Regions from separate parts of the Rattus norvegicus genome. Here region 2 is linked to region 1. The links are chromatin contacts, called in public Hi-C maps. All regions are on one chromosome and are shown on one strand. Each heading gives the region's core, a stretch centred on a gene start, on an enhancer-like site or on the middle of the called end of the contact. The rest is flanking DNA. Distances are from core to core; before and after follow the strand shown.

Region 1 (6,754 bases), core at 2,211-4,710:
AAGTGAGGACTGTACCTTGCCAAACATTTCCAGTACTGCAGAAACTGGCCTCAGGCACCATCAGCCCTGGTCTCAAGATTACAACAACAATAACCAAACAGCAAAAACAAGAAACAAAAACAAACAAACAAAAAAACCCAAATAAATTCCCTGAAACACTGGGGGTTGAGTTAGGTGTGATGGTGAAAAGCTGTAATCCCAGAGTTCAGAGTAGAAAAAGGGGTGAGGCTGAGGCAGGAGGATTGCTTACAGTTCCAGGTCAGCCTTGGGTTACATAGTGAGACCTTGTTTGAAAAGAACAAAAGCAGAGGCTCAGAGTTTGCTCCCGCAGTTAACACTGAGAAGTGTGATGGGGCAGCTAGAGCCGGGCAGTGGAGAGTCGGTCATCACAAACATGTAAGGAGCTGGGAAGGCAGGGAGGAGGGGAGGCGGGGAGGACGGCGGGGGGAGGGGGGAGGTAGGAGTGTTGGAGGGGTGAAGTGGGGAGGGGTGGAGGTGTGGATAAGGTGAGCTGTCTTGTGATGAGCCCTTTTCTAGCATGGGCAAAGGTCCTGGGTTCAACACCAGCATTTCAGAAGGAGCAAAGGATAGAGCCTGAAGGTGTGTGGCTTTCTATTCTTAAGTTCACCTCAATTGTTCCTTTGGCCCCTGATGAATTAGTATGTGTCCTGTCCCTGTATCCATGACTTTCCAGTTTGCCTGGCATGCCCATGTGTCCTATCCCGCACTGTACTCTGAGGGCTGGTGCGCTCATGGCTGCAGAGAACAGTGGTGGACAGTCTCTTTCAAGATGGATCTGGGCTAGGTGGAAAGTACACTCAAGACCCTGGGCTCCATTTCTAACATGGAGGAGGAAGGGGGGGAGGAGGAGGAGGAAGAAGAGGGGGAGAAGAAGAGGGAGAGGGAGAGGGAGAGGGAGGAGGAGGAGATGGGGAGGAGGTGGAGGAGATGGGGAGGAGGTGGAGAAGGAGGAGAGTGAACGGAGCTTGGAGGAGCATCCTAAGATTTCTATCTACTTTGAATGTTTCAGTTTTTTCCCCTTAGGCACAGAAGCTCTCAAAGAGCCAGTTGAGTGGGTGGAGTGTGGTCTCTCCTCATCTCTGTCATGGCTCTTTTGTGGCACGTTTCGAAGAGCACTGGGATGGCAGGGTGGGCGCGGTCACCTGTGGGGAGGCTGGTACAGGCTGGGCTGCAGGACGCAGAGCCACTGTGGCAGGCGAGTCTGCTCCTCCCTCGGAGTTCTGCATGCTGGGATCTAGAGTGGAGAGAGCAGTGGTGAGGTGGCCGGATCACACGCCTGCAGCCCATGCTCCCTAGGGATAAAGCTGAACAGCCATGCTATCTGAGGCCACGTGGGGAGACAGCTCCAGGGACAGAGCAACCACTGCACCACAGAGAGAACCTGAGTTCAAATCCACAGAACCCATGCAAAAAGCAGCCTTGGTGTTTGTGCCTATAGTCCCAGAAATGGAGAGGGGGAGAAACGGGGTGGGGGGGAGGGCAGGAGGATCCCTGGTCCCAGGTTCAGTGAGCTCCTGTCTCAAAAGTCACTGGAGGTGACTCCTGAGCTCAGACCCAGAGAGCCTCCTGCATGGTGGCAGGAAGGTGGCAGTTGGTGGTCAAATTTTGATCCGACCCTCGGTCCCTCAGCAGGGCTTCAGGGGCTCAGGTTGGTTTTGAGTCCATATGTGGGGTGACAGCATCTCCACATCGCCTGCCTAAAGTCTTTTTTAATCTTTAAAAAGCTGCATTTATCTTATGTGTGTGGTGTTTGCCTACATGTGTGACTGTGCACCATGTGCATGTAGTGACCACGGAGGCCTGAAAGGGCCGTCAGACCCCAAACTGGCGTTGCAGACTGTTGAGGGCAGCTGAACAGGCCCTGTGAACCACACGTACAGCGGCTGGCGCTTGAACTGATGAGCTGCCTCAGTCCTTAATGACTTTTCTGTTCAATGTGAAAAGATCTTATAACAGGTACAAGAGTACCCACAGGAGGAGGGGGTGAGTCCCTGGGTTCTGTGCCCGCCTGTACTGCCCCATGGTGACCACTAGATGGAGCCAGAACCACACAGCGCATTTGAAGGGGCTCAGGACCCAAGTGAAGGCAGGAGCATGATGAGTTCAAGATAAGGAGTCTGAGGTCAGCCTGGGTTACAAAAGTAAAACAAAAACATTTTGTAAGAAAAATCTCTTGTGTGTGCACACACTGGAATGAGTAAGAGCTGCTGAATGAATCAAACCCAATGTTTTAATCTGGTGGGGGGAGGGCTCGATAGGCCTCTCAGTTCTGAGCCCAGAATGCAGTAATAAGCTTGGGAGTTCCAGCAACCGTGGGACTCTGAGAGGCAGAGACAGGGTGGTAGGGGGAAGGGAAAGGGAAAGGGAAAGGGAGTGTTCCTGAGTTCACAGACCAGACTGGGCTATAAGGTGAGTTTCAGGCCAGCCTGGACTACTGAGTGAGGGAGACTCTGTGTGAGACAAAACTTGTCACCAAAGACTCACAAGAATGTCTGAAATGAACAAATGGACACTTCACTCATACACACACGGGGAGGGGGGCGTTGAGTCTGTCTCAGAAACAAACTACTAACCAGCTGGATGAGAGAGCCGTGATGGCTGGTGAGTTTGTTCTTGGTATTGCTGCATGCGCATGAGGTACCCACGAGGGCCCAGCTACCAGCAGCCGTGAGGGAAAGGGAACACGAAGTTCAAGTGTGCCCTCCTCTCCTCATCCCACCTTAACCTCAGGATGGACAAGCCAGAGAAAAGCTGGGATGCGTCTGACTCAAGTGAAAAAGTTAAAGGTTGTCATTCAATAAGGGAAGGACATAGATGCCACACTGAGGTTGATAAGCTACCGTTAGTGTGTTCACATGTGTGTGCATGCATTTGCTGCATGGGTATGTGCATGTGTGTGTGCATGCTCATGTGCTGGCTGGAGGAACAGTGAGAGCAATGGTGCAAGCTGAGCTGTGGGCATGAGAGTCTTGCTCACTGGCTCTCTGCTTGGTTCCTTTCCTCTCCCGATTTCTCTCCTGTGGGGACCTGGCTTTCTCTACCTGTCCTCAACTGATTTCCTCTCCTATGGGAAGAGGAGCCTGAGAGCACCCTGTCATCCTGCCTTCTGAGCCTGGATCATGGTTCCCTGGTGACCCAGCTCTACCATATTCTGCCAGTCAATGGTCCAAGAAAAGGCCTGAAGTCTCCCCCAAGACCAGTCTTTAATCCATTCTGTGCGTTTGACCTTGAACTTGACAGAGTGCCCAAGCGGAGTAGCTGGATGGCAGATTGCAGTGGCCAGTCTCCTGCTGTCTCTAGGCAACTCCAAGAGGCAGGCACAGGCTGCAGTGCGCTAGTTGGGGTCTGGACTGGTGCCAGGTGGATCTGCTGGGGAAGTGTCCTTTGTTTACAGGGAAAAAAAACCCTCTTGGGTTGCCTAGCAACAAGTGGGCAGGCAAAGAAGGGCGGGGAGGCTCCGAGCCATTTCTGGGCTGGGTTCCTGGCTGTCCTGACTCACTGTGACCTTAAGCAATTTCTCTCTCTTTTATCCCCACCCTTCTGTCCAGCCATCCAGGGGTGCTGTGACTTTGCCATTTGCCACCTGGAGTCATGGGACGGTGCCTGGCTAGTCAAGCTCTGCTGTGGGGATCAAGCCTCAGCTGGTCTTGGTTAGTCTGGGTGGCACCTGGGTCCTACCTACCAATGCAACTGGTGTTCCTGCTCCAAAAGGGGAACAGGTCCAGCTAGATGGGCCCACACTCCAGCTCCTCCACAGACCTGACAGTTCCTCTTGGGTCCCTGTGACGTGAGGTCTCAGGAGAAAGTGGCCTGTGTGTGAGACTGGGCATTGGTGACCTATGCTGGGGACTGCCCTACTCAGCATGGACCTGAAGGTGATGCTGGCATTTGTGGGGCCTGGCCATGGTGGCTGCATCTGGTCCCTTCCTCACTGTGAAACAGAGTTTCTCTCTTCTCCGGGTTCTAAGGTCTGCCCTCCATTGTCTGGCCCCTCTCCAGCTGGCTCAGGCCTCCCAGCACTGGTGATTTGTTTTGTTAGAATGATTTCTCACTGTGTAGCCCAGGCTGGCTTTAAAAGGCAATCCTCCTGCCTCAGCCTGCCCAGTGCTGGGTTGGCAGGTGTACACTAGCATACCTGGCACCTTGGACTGAGTTGTCTGGTATCTATTACTGGCTCTCCATCTCCCCAGCTGTCAGGGGACCCCTCATGCCTGTGACCTCTGACCTCCGACCTCTGTACCCAGTGGAAACTTGTGCCTAGTTAGTGGGTTGGGTTCTCTGAGCCCTGCAGGGCAAGTGGAGTGAACATCTGGTATCTTCTGAGTCACCACAGAGAGCTGGCAGGTTAGAAGAGGAAGGAACAAGCCATCCCAGGTATGAGGAGGCCAGGCCTGCCTACAGTGGCTGCTACACTGTTGGAAGTGGGAGGGAGAATGCCAGGATCAGGGGGAGAGAGCAGGGCTGAGTAAGACCCCAGGGGAACATAGGGACTCAAGCACCAGGGCTCAGGAGAAGGGGCAGGTTGGGAGAGCAGTGCTCTGTAGGTTGTGGCACTAAAGACAGAGAGGTCCCCTCCAGTGGTTACACACTTAACGGTGCAGACACAACACCTTGAGAAAACCAGAGCTATCAAATTTTCTGGGACACAGGGTCTAGCCCAACAGACAAGAATCTACAGGGACAAAATGGTGCTGTCCTGGAAGTGATTGAGCCATGTGTGTCCTTACATGTCCATGTGACACCTCCGACACCCACTCCCTGTGGTCAGAGTACTGTCAGCCTCCAGTTCTACCCCAGGCCCCAGTCACCACCTTGTAACTTCAGCACACCCGGACATGACAGGGGTAAGTTTACATTCCCCATGTTGACACAAAAACATAGCTCTCCACTCAAGTTGGATGAGTTTATTCCAGAGCAAATCTGAGAGTCCAGGAGCACAGAAGCCATTCCGTGGAGTTCTGCAGTAATGGGACAAAGGGAGCAGTAACTGAGGATGCACTGCTTCCACAGCACAGGACAGAAGTACAGCTGGGGGCCTACGGCTTGGCCTTCGGGCTGGTGGCTAACTGGGATTCTCTTAAACTGATACATCCCAAAGGGATGTACATCTCTAGTCTGGATGTTAGGTCTGATACAGAGAAGCAAGAAATGGCTACTTAGGAGGCTAAGGCTAGCCCAAGATAAAGTGAATTAGGCCCAGGACCTGCAGCATTCCAACTCCTCGCAGTCCCTGAAGTTTTTATCTGTCGCTGGTCCTCTGCAGGCACAGTTCCTTCCCAGAGGATACTGATGTATTTGTTATGTGTGTGTTGAGGACAGCTGGCAGCCATTCATGGGCCTGGTTGTCAGTCTTGGTGGCAGGTGTCTTGACCCACTGAGCTCCCCATAGGCCAGAAAAAGGGATGGGATGTGAAGGTTCACAATGGAGAACTAGTTGCCAATTCCAACTAGAAACCCACCTGTACCAAAGACAAACCAATGGGGCTCAACAGGTAGCTCTGTCCCCTGTGCCCCATAAACAAGGTGTGGTGTTGGGTATCACACACTGCAGCCCTGGAGAAGTGGAAGCTGGAGGTCAGGAGTTCAAGGCCAAACTCAGCACTCAGTGAGCTCAGGACTACTGGAGACCCAGTTTCCAAATGACAAGAACAGGGCTGGACTCAGGTACCCCAAAAGTTCAGCTGAAGGAACTATCACAAGGGTGGCTGGGTACCCCAGCTCTCCCTCTCTCCTCTCTTCTCCTCTCTCTGTGTGTGTGTGAGTTCGACCTCAGGCTTCAGAGGAGTGACAGCCAGAAAATGCTGAGTCTCTTGGTGTCCCTGGGGACCCTGGCCCATCCTGGGGTAGGGGGGTAGCTGGAGCCAGTAGCCAGGCTGAGCATGGATGGGGCCAGGCTGAGCAAAGCATGCTTTGTAGGGAGGGCAGGACTAGAGGGATCACCTGCTAGTACCACTGTCTGCAACTGGGGTGTCAGATGAAGAAGTGAGGGGCAGGGGCAGGATGTCTGAGGCCAGCTGCAGCTCCTGCTTCCACCCTATCCTGAAATAAAATAGCAACACAGCCATAATTCACTTTGGGAGTTTCTAAAGCTAAGTGCGGAGGGACAGACATGCCACCCTAGTACTCAGGAAATGAGGTAAGGCGCTGACACCGGGCAGCAGTGGCACACACCTTTAATCCTTGGAGGCAGAGGTGGTGTATCTCTGAATTTGAGGCCAGCCTGCTCTATAGAGTAAGGTCCAGGACAGCCAGGACTGTTACACAGAGAAACAGTCTCTCAGGTAGCAAAAAGAAACCAAAATAAAGCTCTGGAAGTCGCCCATGTCTCAGTGACTGTGAGTAACTGGATGGATTGTTAGAATGATTACAATCATCACAGGGACCCCAGTTGGCCAGGACACCCCAATCCGCCCATCTGCGAGAGGTTTTCTCAGAGCAATGCTGGCTCGGACCAGGAGGACTTGTGAAGAGTGGAGTGGCCCACTGCCCCAAGTACCCCTCCAAACTGACATGACCCACGCAGATGCCCCCTGGGGACAGAAGTGTCCTCTACAGCCAAGCAAGGTCACCCTGCCTGCCAGCCTATGTTCCCTTATGCCCTACTATTTGTCCCTCCACAGTTTGCAGCCCTGAGCCCTGAAGCTGGGCTAATTCCCTGCTGCCACGGGGCATGTCACCTCTCCTGCCACCTGGACTTGTGCTTCTGCCCTGGTCCTGTCCTCCCTTCCTCTTG
Region 2 (6,754 bases), core at 1,163-3,662, 60 kb after region 1:
AAGGAGGTTTTTACTTTTTCTTTCTCTTGAAACACATCACTTAAGGTTGAACCAAGACCCACACACTAGGCAAGAAGACACCAGATAGCCACACCCTCAACCCCTCACTGGGGGAGTCTAGGCAGCAGTTGTACTTCTGAGTCACATCCCAGGTCTATTTATTTTAGTAGGGGGTCTTAGTAGTTGCTCATGCTGGCCTTCAGCTCACAGTCCTCCTGTCTCAACCTTCCTAGTAGTTAGGATGGCAGCTAAACATGTAGCTAAACAGAGCCGAAAATAAAATTATAATAGATTATGACGGTTTGGTTGGAGCCCGCTGCTTGCCCCTGCACAAGCTGGGAAACCCTGTCTGCTCTCTTTTCCTCAACCCATCTTCATCGGAAAACTCTAAACAAAGGCATGTGCCGAGAGGTCAGTTCTTCATTTCTGGCAGCCGATGTAACCAGCTGTTCGGAATCGGCCAGTCCAATCTATGCCAGCCTAGGAGCCCAGCTTCTAAGCACAGGCAGGCACAGCCTAGCTTGTCAGCATAATGCTTCTGTATACCACGCAAAGTTTATCCTCGAGTTAATTCAAATGCTGATTTCTTCTCCCTCTTATCTTGTTTCAATGTGGGTGTGGCATTATAATGCTTATGTCAAGATCTGTCTCAAGTTTGTGTGAACAATTCTTACCATTTAATCTCAGCCTTGTCAATAAATGCTTATCACCCAATGGCTGGGCAGAGTAGAAGAAGAGAGCGGGAGATCTGCCAGCCAGAGGAAGGAGGGAGGGAGATTCAGATCAGCGAGGAGGACAGAGGATTTGAGCTATGAGGAAGAGATATGGAGAGAGATCATGGAAACACACCTGAAGCCCAGAGTCAGAGCAATAATAATATGCAAGTATCATGGGATGGGGATGGGAGGTAGCCAGATTAGCACAGAAAGTAAAAACAGATCATCTAACTGCTCAGCTATTGAGGTGCAGTTCTAAATAAATCTTAACGGTTTTGTGTATAGTTACTGGGGAATACCATGAGGTAAAGAAATACAGCTACCAATTAGCTCACTGCTACATTTATATTAGAGATAATTCCCTATACCAGCTCCTGGCTGATACCTCATCGCCTTCCCTTGGGAACTATAAAACCTCCCTGCCTTAGCCCATTTGCATGACTGCCTCAGCTCCTCTACGGGGCTGCTGAACCCACCCAAGAGTTGTGTCAACTAAACCTACATTTATCTGCCTTTAATCTGCTCTGATCTGTTCTAAGTCTGCATCATTAAGAGAGACAAACCTGGGGTTGGGGATTTAGCTCAGTGGTAGAGTGCTTGCCTAGGAAGCGCAAGGCCCTGGGTTCGGTCCCCAGCTCCAAAAAAAAAAAAAAAAAAAAAAAAAGAGAGAGAGACAAACCTATTAATGACTTGGACATAAGTAAAATATTAAAATTTAAATTAATGAGTTATAATTCAGAAATTGTGGGGAAATTAGATCTTGTGTTACCACTGAAAAGTTTGATATTTTTATTTTTATATTTGTTTGTTTGCTTGTTTGTTTGAGACAGAGTCTCTCTATGTATCACTGGCTGTCCTGGATCTCACTATGTAGACCAGATCTGCCAGGCTGCCTCCTGAGTGCTGGGGCTAAAGGCGTTTGCCATCATGCCCGACTTGTCTGGAGCTCTCAATGTATATCAGGTTGGTCTTGACCTCACAGTGATCATCCTGACTCTGTCTGCCACGTGCTGGGTGGGATTAGAGGTATGGTAATTGTTATCTTTTGAAAGATAAGTGTTAACTGTCTTGATGCAGTCATGCCACACTATATACAGATATTAAAACTATTATGTTGTAGCACTGATGAGACAGCTCAAGCTTGATGACCTGCGTTTCCTCCCCAGGACACACATGTTGGAAGAGAGACAACCATCTGACCTCCCCTCCCCCTGCAGGCCCCGACATACATTATATATATATATATATATATATATATATATATATATATGCATATATATATATGCACTCCTAACATAAGTTATTGCAATAAGATTAGCAAAAAGAGAAAATATGTATATACTAAGTTATAAATGATATAGAATATGGGCCTGTCTCAAAAATATCAAACATGCAAATACATATATGTAATTTTCCCCTTGGCAGTTATAAATAAGGTTTTAAATAACATATATTAATCCACTTAGTTTTCAATTTGGGATTTTTTTTCAGCTACTTTCATTTTCTGATGCACACAAAATAATGACTTCCTGCCTTCATCTGCTGGTTTTGAGCTGAGGGGTCAAAGTACCAAGTACCAAGTACCAAGAAGCACATGCCACTAATCACTTGCAGCATTGTTCCTGTAGCCCTGCCCATTTACTCAGATGGCCCATTTCCTTCCCTAGAGTGGCCCCTTTGCACAGTTTTTGTGGAGTCCCTGCCTACTCACTACATATATTTCACTGTGTGGCCCAACCTACTACCTCAGGCTGACTCAAGCTCCTCTTCTTGTCCTGCCACTCCCACAGAACCCTTCCCGCCCACATGCCCTGCCCCCCACAAATTCCGCCCCTTCCACAGGCCCTCCTCCCACAGGCCCTCCCCTCCCACCGGCCCCTCCCTCCGGCCCCACCCCTCCCACAATGCCCCACCCCTCCTACACTCACGGAGTACAGGTTTGTGCTGTTTTCCATCAAGGGCAGCCTGTACTGCACAATGGCTTTCACGGTCTCCATCTTGTCTGGTGGAATCTGAAAGAGTTTCCTGTGGACTCAGGGTCCTGGGACTCAGGGTCTACAGCACCCCCACTGCCTAAGGCACTGAATTCAGATCCCAGGACCCATGTAGTGCCTTCTCAAAAAGGGGATGGGGTTGGGGATTTGGCTCAGTGGTAGAGTGCTTGCCTAGCAAGCACAAGGCCCTGGGTTCGGTCCCCAGTTCCGAAAAAAAGAAAATAAAAAATAAAAAAGGCACCTGCCTACAAGTCTGATGACCTGAGTTCTCCCTGGGAGAGCCACATGGTGAGTGAGAAGAGCAGAACCCACAGAGCTTTCCTCTACCGTCCACACACACCATGGCATGCGTGCACCTGCACATATACACACAATGCATACATAAATAATTTTTTAAAAAAGAAAATAATTTATAAAAATAAGGGTTAGAGCTGTACTCAGTGGGTAGAACACAAGCTGGGCCTTCACAAAGCCCTGGGGTCCATGTCCAGCACCACATCAACTAGGTATGATGGTACACGTTCTGTACTCAGGAGGTCGAGGCAGGAGGATCAGGACTTTATTCAGTTACACAGTGAGCTGGAGACCAGCCTGGGCTCCATAAGACCCAGTTTCAAAAGAAAAGGGGAGTCAGGGGAGCTGCAGTCATCGAAGAGATTCACTGCGGACACATGACCCCCAACTAGACATGGGCAGACAGACAGACTTGTCCCTGGAGATGCCTCTAGGTTTGATTCAAGTCTGACAGGATGGACTCACTGTCCTAGTGGCTCTTGTATTTTGTTTTTTTTAATGTTTTTGTCTGTGTGTATCTGTCTTTATGTGTGTAGAGGAAGAGGACAGCATTGAAATGATGTCTGGTGTCCTCCTCCATCATCTCAGCTTGTTCTTTGAAGCGATCTCTTGCTGACTGACTGCCATGGGTCCTGTCCCTGCCATCCTCCCAGTCCCCGGTGACCAAGCTTGAGCTGTACCATGTCTGGCCAGCCGAGTTCTCCTTCTAAGACCCTCTTTTCAGATCATTCTGCCAGACTGAGGGACTGCCAGGCGTCTGTGCACATGTGAGACATAGAAGGTGTTTCTGTAATATCCGCAAAACAAAAAAAAAAAAAAGAAAAAAGAAAAGAAAGAAAGAGAGAAAGGAAAGAAATGCTACAAGTACAGAAAGAGAACCCAGGTTTCACTGCACACACAAAAACAAACAAGTGAACGGAAAGGGAAATTTCACTGTAAAGCAAGCGGGTGTGTCCTGTAAATTCAGTACTCAACAGAGCGGCAACATGGCTGAGGCCGGCCAAGAGGAAGTGTGTGCAGTTTGACAGCAGACAGAGTCTTTTTTGAGAGGTCATGATGTAGCTAAGGCTACTCTGGAACTTTCTCTGTAGCCCAGGCTTGCCTCAAACTTATAGCAAATCCTCCTGTTCAGTCTACCAAGTGCAGAGACCACAGACATATGTGTGTGCACATTTGTGTGAATGCTTACAGAGGTCAAAGGTCAGCCTCATCTGTAGTTCCTCAGCCACTCCCTGCTGTTACTGTGCTAGAATATTGGGTCTCCACTGGCCTGCTGCTCCCAGTGAGGCAGAGCTGTCTGGCCAGGAGACCCTGGACACTTACTCTCCCCTACCTCCTCAGTGTTGAGGTTACTGGTGTCGCATTGCGTTGGCCTCCAGTGAATGTAGGTCTTATACAGAGGGTGGGAGCTGAGCCCAGCTGACAGGGCTAGGAGTGAAATGTGCCCAACTTACCCTGCTTCCTCCTCAAAAGCAGGTTTTTCTGGAGGGCTTTTGTGGAAACCCCTCAGATAGCAAGCAGCCAGGCACTCACCGACAGGATTTTCTGCAGCTGTTGGTCATTCTCCACTATCAAGACATTCACGTTGGCCTGCTTGATGACGTACTGGCAGGCCTCGGCCGAGTTGGTGGCATAAATACCAACACAGAGGCCCCTGGGGACACAAGACTCACTTGCACATGGACTACATACTTTCGAAAGGATTGATTCTTTTGTTTAAGATATGTCTTTTTAATTTTTAGGTATGTGGGTACTTTGTATGTATGTCTATGTGTATTTAAAGTCCCTGGATGCCTAAAGCTGGAGTTACAGGTGGTTGTGGGCTGCCATGGGGGCGCTGGGAATTGAACCTGGGTCCTCTGCAAGAGCAACTATTGCTCTAAACAGAATTCTTCTTCAAGATTCCATGTATTTGTGTGGATGTGGTGGCTCAACCCACAGTGAACACATGGAGATCACAGGAGGAGCAAGCGGGTTCCTCCTGCCACCCCGCATGCCTGGGGCTTGGAACTGAGGTCAGCAGGTTTTTGATTAAGTGCCTTTGTCCGCTGAGCCACCATCTCCCCAGCCAGTGCTAGTGTAAGAACAAGCAGAAGAAACTTATTCTAAGAACTACCACTTTTTCAGACTCCATTTAATCATAGGGAAAAACTAAATGCAAAACCCAAGCCCTAGGGGAATTGGAGACGTCCCAGTAACTGAACAGCTTCTGTTGTAAGGAAGCAGTTATCTGAGTCCAGGCATCTCAAGAACAACTTCTCATCTGGCTGGCAGGCTCAAACTGAGTTCATGTTCCCAGGACCAGGAACCTACTCCTATTCTGACTGATGGAAACTCCCATGCTCAACCCTTTGTCAAAATACGATTGGACAATGCTACAGCCTACCCTGCTCCCCCTTGCCTAATGGTTTCACCTTTAAATTTGCTGCACAACATCCCTCCAGAGGATGCTTAGTCTGCTCTGCAGTCCTAATCAGTAGCAGCTTGATTACAATAAATTCTTGTCATCTGCATTGACCTGGTATTTGAGTTATGTTGGGTTTGTGATGGATTTAAGCGAACCCCACAACAGCTAGTGTTTTATGTAGGTCTTTGCAGGGGCATCCTTTTTTTTTTTTTTTTTTGGAGCTGGGGACCAAACCCAGGGCCTTTTGCTTGCTAGGCAAGCGCTCTACCACTGAGCTAAATCCCCAACCCCTGCAGGGGCATCCTAAGGGCTTTAACCCACCATCCAGCTCCCTTGCTGGCTGGGGGTTTAACAAGGTTTAACACTTGCAATAGAGACTCAAACCCTCATCCCCCATTGGAGGTCTCCAGCAGTTAGAACGAGGCCCAGACTGGGGAAGGCTCAGTGGATAGAGCACTGGCCACTCTTTCCCAGCACCCATATGCCTAACAATGGCCTATAACCCCAACTCCAAGGGATCTGAGCCCCCTACCCCTTTCTGGCCTCTGTGGACATCTGCACTCACATGAATACACATATGCCTGTACACACACACACACACACACACACACACACACACACACACACAGCACCCACATGTGCACAAATCTACAAATTTTAAGAAATTATTTTTAAAAGATAAGGCCAAGGGATGGAAAGGGTATTAACTCTCAGCTGTGGCTTTGTGCTGTGCAGCTGGTGGTAGTGGTCTGTCAACACATTGAACCAAAGTGTGGAACATACCCAGCCAAGATGGCGCCCAGAGCAGCAACGACCCACTCAACCGAGTTAAAGCCCAGGATGCCAACGCCATGGAAACGCTGCAGACCCAGCTGGAGAGAACACACAAGAAAGATGCATCAGCTCTTGGGTATGTCCACTTCTACTCACGATCTGATCATTAGGAGGTGAGAAAAACAGAAGCGGCTGCACCAAGTGGGGAGCCACTATCCAGCCTAAAGTCGGGGTGCAGTGAGCTGTGCTCACATCCTTCCTGCCTTTATTTCCTGCCTGCTTTTCTTCCATTTGTGAAGGACACTGGGTGTGAAACTCACTGCTTAGCCATTGTTATTTCCTCAGTGGAAAAGAAGTGCATCCTCAGGGCTGGGGATTTAGCTCAGTGGTAGAGCGCTTGCCTAGCAAGCGCAAGGCCCTGGGTTCGGTCCCCAGCTCCGGAAAAAAAAGTGTCCTCTTGACTGCACACTGCACAGCCATTTCCACTCTCCTCCTCCAGAGCCTCCCATCCTCTGCACATGCATCTCTGAACCCATTCAATATTAACTCCATCCCTCCCAGGTTACCAT

The links. A called contact is a pair of places that touch in the nucleus more often than the background predicts.
Region 2: a Hi-C map of Schwann cells shows a contact between it and region 1, with 3 times the contacts expected there. The contact joins two enhancer-like sites. A contact is called at or near these places in 12 of 12 Hi-C or Micro-C datasets (the A7r5 cell line, the Rat2 cell line, Schwann cells and 7 more) and 1 of 1 datasets of contacts at active chromatin or transcription factors (oligodendrocytes).

The regions. Positions count from the first base shown.
Region 1 is chr9:1,725,006-1,731,759 of GRCr8, forward strand. Rfx2 (regulatory factor X2) reads right to left here. Exons shown (of 18, transcript NM_001413766.1): 2 at 1,164-1,255. The coding sequence starts at 1,247. Among named protein-coding and RNA genes, the nearest start is that of Rfx2, 30 kb to the right of the region's middle. Within about 2 kb of position 3,461, at least 70 of the 93 cell types and tissues checked have an H3K27ac peak or open chromatin away from gene starts, as enhancers often do. A contact at or near this core is called in Schwann cells, where this site is marked.
Region 2 is chr9:1,785,654-1,792,407 of GRCr8, forward strand. Acsbg2 (acyl-CoA synthetase bubblegum family member 2) reads right to left here. Exons shown (of 15, transcript NM_001080096.1): 4 at 6,195-6,283; 5 at 4,538-4,658; 6 at 2,645-2,728. Among named protein-coding and RNA genes, the nearest start is that of Acsbg2, 13 kb to the right of the region's middle. Within about 2 kb of position 2,413, at least 2 of the 93 cell types and tissues checked have an H3K27ac peak or open chromatin away from gene starts, as enhancers often do. A contact at or near this core is called in Schwann cells, where this site is marked.